Linked DNA regions of Sus scrofa: regions 1 and 3 are each linked to region 2. Evidence: chromatin contacts called from public HiChIP or PLAC-seq data. All regions are on one chromosome and are shown on one strand. The core of a region is the stretch at or near the end of the contact, and the rest is flanking DNA. Distances in the headings are between cores, read along the strand shown. Region 1 overlaps LOC102166710 (a long non-coding RNA gene). Region 2 overlaps ERGIC1 (endoplasmic reticulum-Golgi intermediate compartment protein 1). Region 3 has its middle 15 kb from the start of TRNAE-UUC.

Region 1 (2,791 bases), core at 213-2,712, 130 kb after region 2:
TCTAATTATCAGAAGACCTGTTCTGTCAGTTTTTCCCAGAACACAGAGCGCCTCACTCCTCCGCCCTGAGCTGCTTTCAGGGGGCGCTGGGGGCGGCAGCTGCACTGGCTCAGGATTCAATCCATCTAGAGGCCGATGGCAGGTGCCAATCTCCAGGTCAAAAAACCAAATAGCAGCCTCCTCTTTCCTTGGCTTATGAATGGTGAGTATATAAAAAAAGAAACACAACATTGTAAATCAACTATACTTCAATTAAAAAAAAAAAAAAACGAACCTGGGGTTACCTGGGAGCTCAGTGGGTTAAGGATCTGGTGTTGTCACTGCTACGGCTCGGGTTGATTGCCAGGAGTCGAAAGATAGATTGGCATGGTTCATTTTTCAGAGCTGCAAGCAAAAGCCAAGAGGCTTTTTCAATAAGGAAAATATCAGAGCTGTTAGCCATAGTTTGCATTTACATAAGGGGAAAGAGGCTCAGAGAGAGTAAGTCCACTCTCTGAAATCACACAGCCATCAAACAGCAGGAGGAGGACTTGAACTCAGGCCTGTCTGATGACATGCTCATGTCCTTAAACCAACGCCATATGGCCCGTCCTGGTGGTCATGGAAAGATCTGGGGCCTGGCCCCGCACTGTAAATGGAAATATGAGTCATCGGCCATCCCCAGGGATGGCTGGGGAGTGAGAGGCCCTCAGCGATGGGGCAGAATGTTCCGCCAGATGCTGAGAAGCAGCTGCCAGCACCACTCCGTCTCTTTCAAGCTGAGGAAAGGGAGGAGGAGATCGTGGAGGAGCCGGGGTCACAAGCCAGTGGAGCGCAGCCTGGAGTGGGGCCACGACTCGGTGAGTGACGTCAGGCTCGCACATCTGGTCTCTGGAATGCTGAGGCCCCAGAGGACAAGCCTGGAGTTCTGCTGCTCCTTGGGGCAGGCTCCTCCTCTGAAAATAACCCAGGCTGCTTCGTGGAGAAAAGGCTTGGGCTTTCTAGGCTCTTCTGGATCAACTCAGGTGGTGACATGTGAAACAGACATTCGTGGCCCACTGAGGAAGACCAGGTCTCCGGAGACACAGGATCAGAAGAAGCAAGGTCCAGAGTCAGACGGCTCTGGGGTGGGCTCCTTGCTGAGGGCCTCGGTTTCCCCATCTGTGCACGAGCATCACACTCCGCGGGGTCTGGAGCAAGGAGAACCTGCAGAATGCCCTGCACCTGCGGGACGTCCAGTCAATGCTCCTGCCCGAGTCAGCGAACAAGTGAGCAGACCTGCACGATGTCCAGACAGCCAGCCCAGAGCAGGTGGTCACCACCTTGCTGGCCGGTCTCCCTGGAGGCATTGTGGCCGACCTTCCTTTTCTGGAGCCAGATTCCGATGTGCCCCAAGGATTACCAACCTCTTTCAAGGGCCAAGGTGAACGTGAAGAATAAGGAAGAGCACGGCCTTGGCCTTTGTGCCCATTGATAGGGCCCCACCTGACTCATCTTGGAGGCTCTCACTGGTTCTACCCGGGAAAGTTTGGGACTGGCCAGTGTGACTTAGGTGGGATCGGTGATTCATTTTGCTCCCAGAGGGAACAAAAGCCCAGGTCTTCCCAAGGTCCCCTCTGCCCTGGCTGGCCTTGTCCCTTGGTCAGGGAATGAGTCACCCCCCTCCTCAGGGCTGCTCCCATTTTCACTTCGCCTCGGCCTTCAGACATCAATCAGGCAGCCAATTCCTCTTTCCTTGGCTCTTGGGGGGAAAAAGGTGAGTATGCAAAGGGAGGACTGACAAGAGGAACTAAGCTGTCATTGTTCCGTGGTGGCCACTGAAAGGGAATTCATCTCAGGGAGGGAGAATTAGAAGCTGCAGCCAGCCCCCCCCCATGCCCTCTCTCTGCCTGGCAGGGGGCAGGGCCGAAGCCCACACCTCCAAAGGCTCTTCCCCAAAGTGGGAAAACAACCTATCCTCCGAAATCGACTGGAATTTTATTTTATTTTATTTGCTTTTTTTCTTTTAAGGGCCACACCTGAGGCCTATGGAGCTTCCAGGCTTAGAGTCAAACTGGAGCTGCAGCTGCCGGCCTGCACCACAGCCATAAGCACGTGGGATCCGAGCCGCGTCTGTGGCCTACACGACAGGTCACGGCAACGCCGGATCCTTGACCCACTGAGGGAGCCAGGGATTGAAACTGCAGACCCATGGATACTACTAGTCTGGTTCATTACCACTGAGCCACAATGGCAATTCCCCGCTAGAATTTTTAAAAAGTATCCTGGTTGATACAATTTGCCTGGGACACCAGTCAGTGCTTCCTTGCTTAGATAAACCATATGAGGTCACTTTCCTACAAAACGAAGAGCATCATATTGAGCTGACAAAGTGGTGCTGGGCCATAAAGAAGAGAGGATGAAAGTGGAACGAGGAGCCTGTGCCCTGCTCCTTGGCGAGAAATGCCCTCCCCGAGTTTCACTGAGGAGCCCCGCCATGGGTGGGGTGCCAGCCTCTTCTTTGACTCCCGTCTTTGTTCCATGCTGGGACCCCAGTCATCTGGAGGTCAGGCGTCCTGCCAAAGGCTGGACCCTCAGTTATCTGGAGCTCAGCTGTGGGCCCAGAGTAACTGGACCGGAACTCTGAGTGGGGACTGCGGGTCCCAAAGTCCCAGTGCGTTTCTTTAGAGCCTCGGCTCAGACCATCGGGATAAAAGCAGGGAGAAGCAGGATATCCTCAGAGGCCAGCGTCTCAAACAGAGTGATGCAGGCTGACTCACTGCCCTTTTCTGGGCCCCAGGTTGTTGGGTTTTCTTTCAAATCAATGTAATGG
Region 2 (2,915 bases), core at 6-2,505:
ATAATAAAAAGGAGCATCAGCAGTAGGTACCATTGACCCAAAGCCTTCTTTGCGGGGTGGGTGGTTTTAAAGACACTGCCTTATTTGACAGCGCTCTTAGGAGGTGGCACCATCCCCATTTTATGCACAAGTAAACTGAGGCACAGTTCTGTGACCTGTCCCGGGTCCCATAGCTGGTAAGTGACTGAGTGGGTTTGAATCAGAACTTTGTTCCACAGCCCCACGCTCTTTCTGCTCAGACTGCACCTGCCTTCTCACATCTGTTCGTTGCTGTCAGCACTTGAGGGGTCCAGTGAGATGCCCCCCAAGAAATGGTGAATAAAAGAAAGAGGACTTCCCCTGGATTGTTAAGCAAAACCTCAGGTGGATCAGAGCACAACGGTGCCAAGTCACCTGAGAGAAAGGGGCTCCCAGCCTGGCAGACTCAGAGGCCCTGTGTTCAGACTGAGCAGCTGATGTGATCAAGAGCCCAGGTTCTGGAACGGGACGGGAAGCTGGTTCCAATCCCCACCCGGCCACTTTATAGCTCCGGGGCCACCTCTCAGTGCCTCAGTGGCCAAATCCGTATAATGGGGGCAGTAACAGTCCCAATATCAGAACTGCCATGATGACTGAAAAAGATGGGGACCTAGAGAGCTTAGCACAATGTCCAGCAAAGCAGTCCATTAGCGATAGCTTCTACTCTTACTATTATTATTAGAGTCAAACAATATATTGCTTACAATGGACTTGGGCAGTCCTGGGACAGGATAAAAAATGAGAGTCCTGGTGTAGACAGCCTCGTGGGGGTGTCTCAACTGATAAGCTTCAAACCACTGTCTATCACCCCAATCTGCTGGCTCCGATTATGCTTTACTTCCTACCAAGGCCTGTCTGCTTCTCCATGACACTGAGTGTTGGGGTCCTGGGACATACCTGTTTACAAACGGCCATCTGGTGTAATTTGAGAATCTCACAATTTTGGATAAAGAGCTTGTTGCCTCAAGAGCTGGAGCATCTGCTGTGTGCTAATCAATCAGGGTCTTGCGTGTGGAGGACTGGGGTCAGATGTAGGGCCGAGGAGGTGTTTGCAACACCTGGACCTTTGGGGCAGGCCACCCGCCTGCTCTTTCTCAAACATGTCACACCCTATCTTGCAGTTAGATTTCTTCCCCTTAACTCTGAGACTGGCCTCCCATCTTTACCCAGGCAGATCACCCAGGAAAAGTCCCTTAAAGGGAAATCACAGGAAATCAAGCCAGACACTTGTCATCTCTGATCTTGGCCAGCAGAGGGCGTGATTGCACGCAGCTGGGCTCAGCTGCCACCCGCATACCTTGTTGGCCACCGTGTATTGGTAAGAGTACCGTTGCTTGCCACTCTTGTCCTCGTAAACCGTGGGCACGATCTTCAGGATGTAGTCGTGGGAGGCGAGAGCTGAGGGAAGGACACAGCAGCATGAAGCACGGGGGTGGGCACTGCCTGGCTGGCAGCTCTTTCTACGTCAGTTCAACCCTAGACGTGCTTGGCATTGCCACGGGGTGGGAGGGACTCAGCCTGCATAATTTTGCCACCAAACCACCCCTCTTCTTTTTGAAAGACTCCATCTGTCAGTATCTTTACTCCTGCACTGTATAGAATATTAAATTCTAGAAACGACCTAAATGTCCATCAATAGGGCAAGTGCTGAGGAGGGGCTGCTGGAAGAAACCACTTGTTTGGTGAAAAGAATTAAGTTACAGACCAGGGTGAATAATGTGATTCCCTGGATTAGGAGCAGGGAAGACTCACTCCTTTACATGCGTGAATACACAGAAGAATTTTCTGCAAAGATACCCAAGAAACTATTAGCAGTTTTAGCATCTGGGAGGGAACGTGGGATTTGATAAATGTCATATTTCTTCATGCACCTTCTTATCCTGTTTGAATTCTGTTACTTTCGAAACAAACTGGGTTCAAGTTTTAAAGATGAAAAACCGGGGAGCTCCTATTGTGGCTCAGCGGTTACGAACCCGACTAGGAACCATGAGGTTGCAGGTTTGATTTCTGGCCTTGATCAATGGGTTAAGGATCCGGCGCTGCCTGTGGTGTAGGTCACAGATGTGGCTCAGATCCCATATTGCTGTGGCTCTGGCATACGCCGGCAGCTGCAGCTCTAACTGGACCCCTAGCCTGGGAACCTCCATATGGCACAGGTGCAGCCCTAAAAAGCAAAAAAACCCAACCAACCAACCATCCAACCAAAAAAAAAGAAAAAGAAAAACTGCATCGATAAAGAACTGATTAATTTCTTCCCTCATTTTCTCATTTTCAATTAATGGGAGGTCAGTTGTCCCCTGAACTGGTCCTGTGGGATTACTCTGTAACTCTTACCCCATCCCTGCTGGATGAGGGAGGCTGCAGGGGGCGGGGTGGGGTGGGGGACTCAGCCTTACTCATCTTTCTGTCCCCAGAACCCTGCGCAGGGCCTGGTACAGAGTGGACAGTGGCAAATGCTTATTGAATGAATGAATGGAGAGATGGATGACTGGTCAGAGACATGAATGGGAGAACAGATGAATCAGCTTCTGATAAGCATGAAGTAACCGGAATCAGACACCGGGCTGATAGAACGCTGCCCCAGAGCCGCGAAACAGCATCCTGGGAAAGGTGATATTCCCTTGGGCTTCTGGGCTGTGAGGGGCAGCTCAAGGACCCTGCAACTAAAATGACCCAGAAATTTAGGCTTGTGGGCTCTGATCCCGGTCTCCTGGCTAAGTCGGTCCTAAGTCCTTGGACTCAGCTTCTGTAAAAGGGGACGGGGTGTAATGACGTTCACAGCCTATTCCTGCCAATGCTCCATCCTGGCAGGGAAAGGATGGTGCTTCCTGAACTGTCTTGAGACCCAACTCCCCTCAAAACCAGGAAAACCTTGCAACTCCAGGGCTGAGCCCATG
Region 3 (2,771 bases), core at 109-2,608, 190 kb after region 2:
CAAAAAAAACTACAGTGATACTAGAATGAGGGGGGGATCACTTGCCCAGGCCTGCTGGAGACAGTGGAAGAGGTGGGGGCAGAGGGAGCTGATCCTTAAGGGACTGAGGCTGTCCTGGCCCCAGCTTTCTCCATACCGCCACCTGTCTCCTCCCTTTCTCTCCTCCGCAGCCAGAGTGACCTTTGCAAATGTAAGCTGCATCCTGCTCCTCTCTCGTGAACCCCTCCTGGCTTCCCAGTGCATTTTAGAGAAAGGAAACTCTGGGAGTTCTTTGGCAGCTCCATGGGTTAAGGATACAGCATTGTCACTGCTGTGGCTTGGGTCACCACTGTGGTGTGGGTTCAATCCCAGGCCCCAGAACTCTTGCATGCTGTAGGAGGTGGCAAAAAGAAAGGGGCGGGGGGGAGAAAAAGAAAAAAGAAAAGAACTTTTCCCCAAGGCAGAGAAGCCTCTACGTAACCTAGCCTGTCCCAACTTAGTTTCTCTTCTTCCTCACTGGCTGTGAGGTGGCATCACAGTGGCCTCGCTGCCATTACTGCTTCAGAGCCTTTGCACATATGCTATTTCTTCTGCTCAGACCATTTCCCTTTCTCTGTGTGTGTGTGTGTGTGTGTGTGTGTGTGTGTGTGTGTGTGTGTGTGTGTGTGTGTGTTGTCTTTTTAGGGCCGCACCCCGGGCATATGGAAGTTCCGGGCTAGGGGTAGAATCAGAGCTGTAACCTTTGGCCTATGCCACAGCCACAGCCACAGCAAAGCGGGATCTGAGCCACAGCTGCGACCTACATGGCAGCTCATGGCAACGCCGGATCCTTAACCCACTGAGCGAGGCCAGGGATGGAACCCGCAACCTCATGGATTCTGGTTGGGTTCTTAACCCGCTGAGCCACAGTGGGAATTCTGACCATTCTTTTTCTAAGTTTCCCCACAGAGGCCCCTTTCTCAGCCACCTCCCCAGAGCAGTGGCTCCCCCTCTGCCCTCTACACTGAGAAGGAGCTCTTTTAAGGTCTCACAATCACCTCACGCTCTTTCATCCATCTGAACAGTACTTCTAACACTCTCTAGATATTTTTCTTTTAAAAACACACTGTATGTTTTGGTTGCTCCAGTGCGGCGAGAACTCTGTCTGGTCACTGCTGTGTCCCCAGATTGGTGTCTGGCACATAGTAGATGCTCAGGAAATACTGGTTCAGCACATATGATGCCCGAGGGGGCTGGAGGATGGGTTTAATTAAGCTTGTGCCTCCACAGCTGGGAAGCAGACTTCTCCAGAAACAGCTGAGAGGTTTGAGGGCCTCCAGATGAACAGTCCAGGCAGCTGAAACCAAAAATGCAGATGGAATTAGTCACCCTCGGAGCCTGGTAACGCTGGCACCAAACGCACTCCCCATCCAAACACATCACAACACTGCGGGCCCCTGCGTCTCCAGGGCCCCAGGTGGCAGCTCTGGCATTTGGGAGCTGGCGGCAGCTGAGCAGTGTGGGCACGACGGGGGTGGGGGGTGCGGAGGGAGGCTGGGGGCTGTGGAATGAACTAGGTTAAGGGCGGCAGATAGGGTTGCCTGGCCTGGGAGAGGCAGTGGCAGTGAAGGGGGGAGGGCTTCCCAGCACAGACCTTGAGAAGAGTTGCCTTGAGCATGAGCTCAAAGTTGTTGAAAAAGAAAAATTCCACTCATAAACAGAAGCAGATCGCTCTGTATGTGAAATTCACTTCCAAGACTCTGCTTGCTTGAAAGGGGAAATTCTCTGGTTTCTTTCTTCGTGGTTGTATAATCGCTTTATTGAAATATAATTCACAGAGTTCCCTGGTGGCACAGCAGGTTGGGGACTGGGTGTTGTCACCGCCGTGGTGCGGGTTTGATCTCTGGCCTGGAAACGTCCGCATGCCACGGAGGGGCCAAAAAAAAAAAGAAAAAGAGAAATGTAATTCACATGCCATATCATTTGCTCATTTAAAATGTACGATTCGGCCGTTTTCAGTATATTCTGAATTGTTCCTCCATCACTACGGTCTGTTCCAGAACATTTTCATGACCCCCCAAAAAGAACCCCTACCCACTGGCAGCCCTCCTCTGCCCCGCACTAGGCAAGCACAAATCTATCTTCTGTTTCTATGGATTTATCTCTCCAGATACTTAATTTCAATGGAAGCATGTTATGTGGGATCTTCTGTGACTGGCTTCTTTGATGTATCATAGGTTTCCCAAGATCACATCAGGATGGATCAGTGCTTCCTTGCTTTCTGTGGCCAAATAATGTTCCATTGTGCTAACAAACTACATTTTATGTAGTCATTCCTTGGTTTATGGACATTTGGGTTACTTCCATTTGGGGGGTATTACGAATAATGCTGCCTTGCTCATCCAACCAGTTTTGTGTGGACATACGTTTTCATTTCCCATCTATCCAGGAGCAGACTTTACTTTCTTCTAAGAGGAAAAAAAAAAAAAATCCCTCAAGTCAAAACATGTATAACAAGTGTGGATTTAAAATATCTCTCGTGGAGTTCCCATCGTGGCTCAGTGGTTAATGAATCCGACTAGGAACCATGAGGTTGCGGGTTCGATCCCTGGCCTCACTCAGTGGGTTAAGGATCCGGCATTGCCGTGAGCTGTGGTGTAGGTCGCAGATGCGGCTCAGATCCCGTGTTGCCGTGGCTCTGGTGTAGGCCAGAGGCTACAGCTCTGATTCGACCCCTAGCCTGGGAACCTCCATATGCCACAGGAACGGCCCAAGAAAGGGCAAAAATAAATAAAATAAATAAATAAATAAAT

What was found. HiChIP or PLAC-seq counts read pairs in DNA pulled down with a chosen protein or histone mark.
Region 1: a contact with region 2 is called in an H3K27ac HiChIP or PLAC-seq map of skeletal muscle. The contact joins two enhancer-like sites. A contact is called at or near these places in 3 of 47 Hi-C or Micro-C datasets (embryonic fibroblasts and skeletal muscle) and 2 of 2 datasets of contacts at active chromatin or transcription factors (alveolar macrophages and skeletal muscle).
Region 3: an H3K27ac HiChIP or PLAC-seq map of skeletal muscle shows a contact between it and region 2. The contact joins two enhancer-like sites. A contact is called at or near these places in 3 of 47 Hi-C or Micro-C datasets (liver and skeletal muscle) and 2 of 2 datasets of contacts at active chromatin or transcription factors (alveolar macrophages and skeletal muscle).

What each region holds. Positions count from the first base shown.
Region 1 is chr16:51,432,464-51,435,254 of Sscrofa11.1, forward strand. It overlaps LOC102166710 (a long non-coding RNA gene), which reads right to left. Exons shown (of 5, transcript XR_001304774.2): 5 at 1-384. Among named protein-coding and RNA genes, the nearest start is that of DUSP1, 24 kb to the right of the region's middle. Within about 2 kb of position 1,463, at least 35 of the 83 cell types and tissues checked have an H3K27ac peak or open chromatin away from gene starts, as enhancers often do. A contact at or near this core is called in skeletal muscle, where this site is marked.
Region 2 is chr16:51,300,021-51,302,935 of Sscrofa11.1, forward strand. It overlaps ERGIC1 (endoplasmic reticulum-Golgi intermediate compartment protein 1), which reads right to left. Exons shown (of 10, transcript XM_003134052.6): 8 at 1,316-1,416. Among named protein-coding and RNA genes, the nearest start is that of RPL26L1, 25 kb to the left of the region's middle. Within about 2 kb of position 1,256, at least 28 of the 83 cell types and tissues checked have an H3K27ac peak or open chromatin away from gene starts, as enhancers often do. A contact at or near this core is called in skeletal muscle, where this site is marked.
Region 3 is chr16:51,490,378-51,493,148 of Sscrofa11.1, forward strand. No RefSeq gene overlaps it. Among named protein-coding and RNA genes, the nearest start is that of TRNAE-UUC, 15 kb to the left of the region's middle. Within about 2 kb of position 1,359, at least 24 of the 83 cell types and tissues checked have an H3K27ac peak or open chromatin away from gene starts, as enhancers often do. A contact at or near this core is called in skeletal muscle, where this site is marked.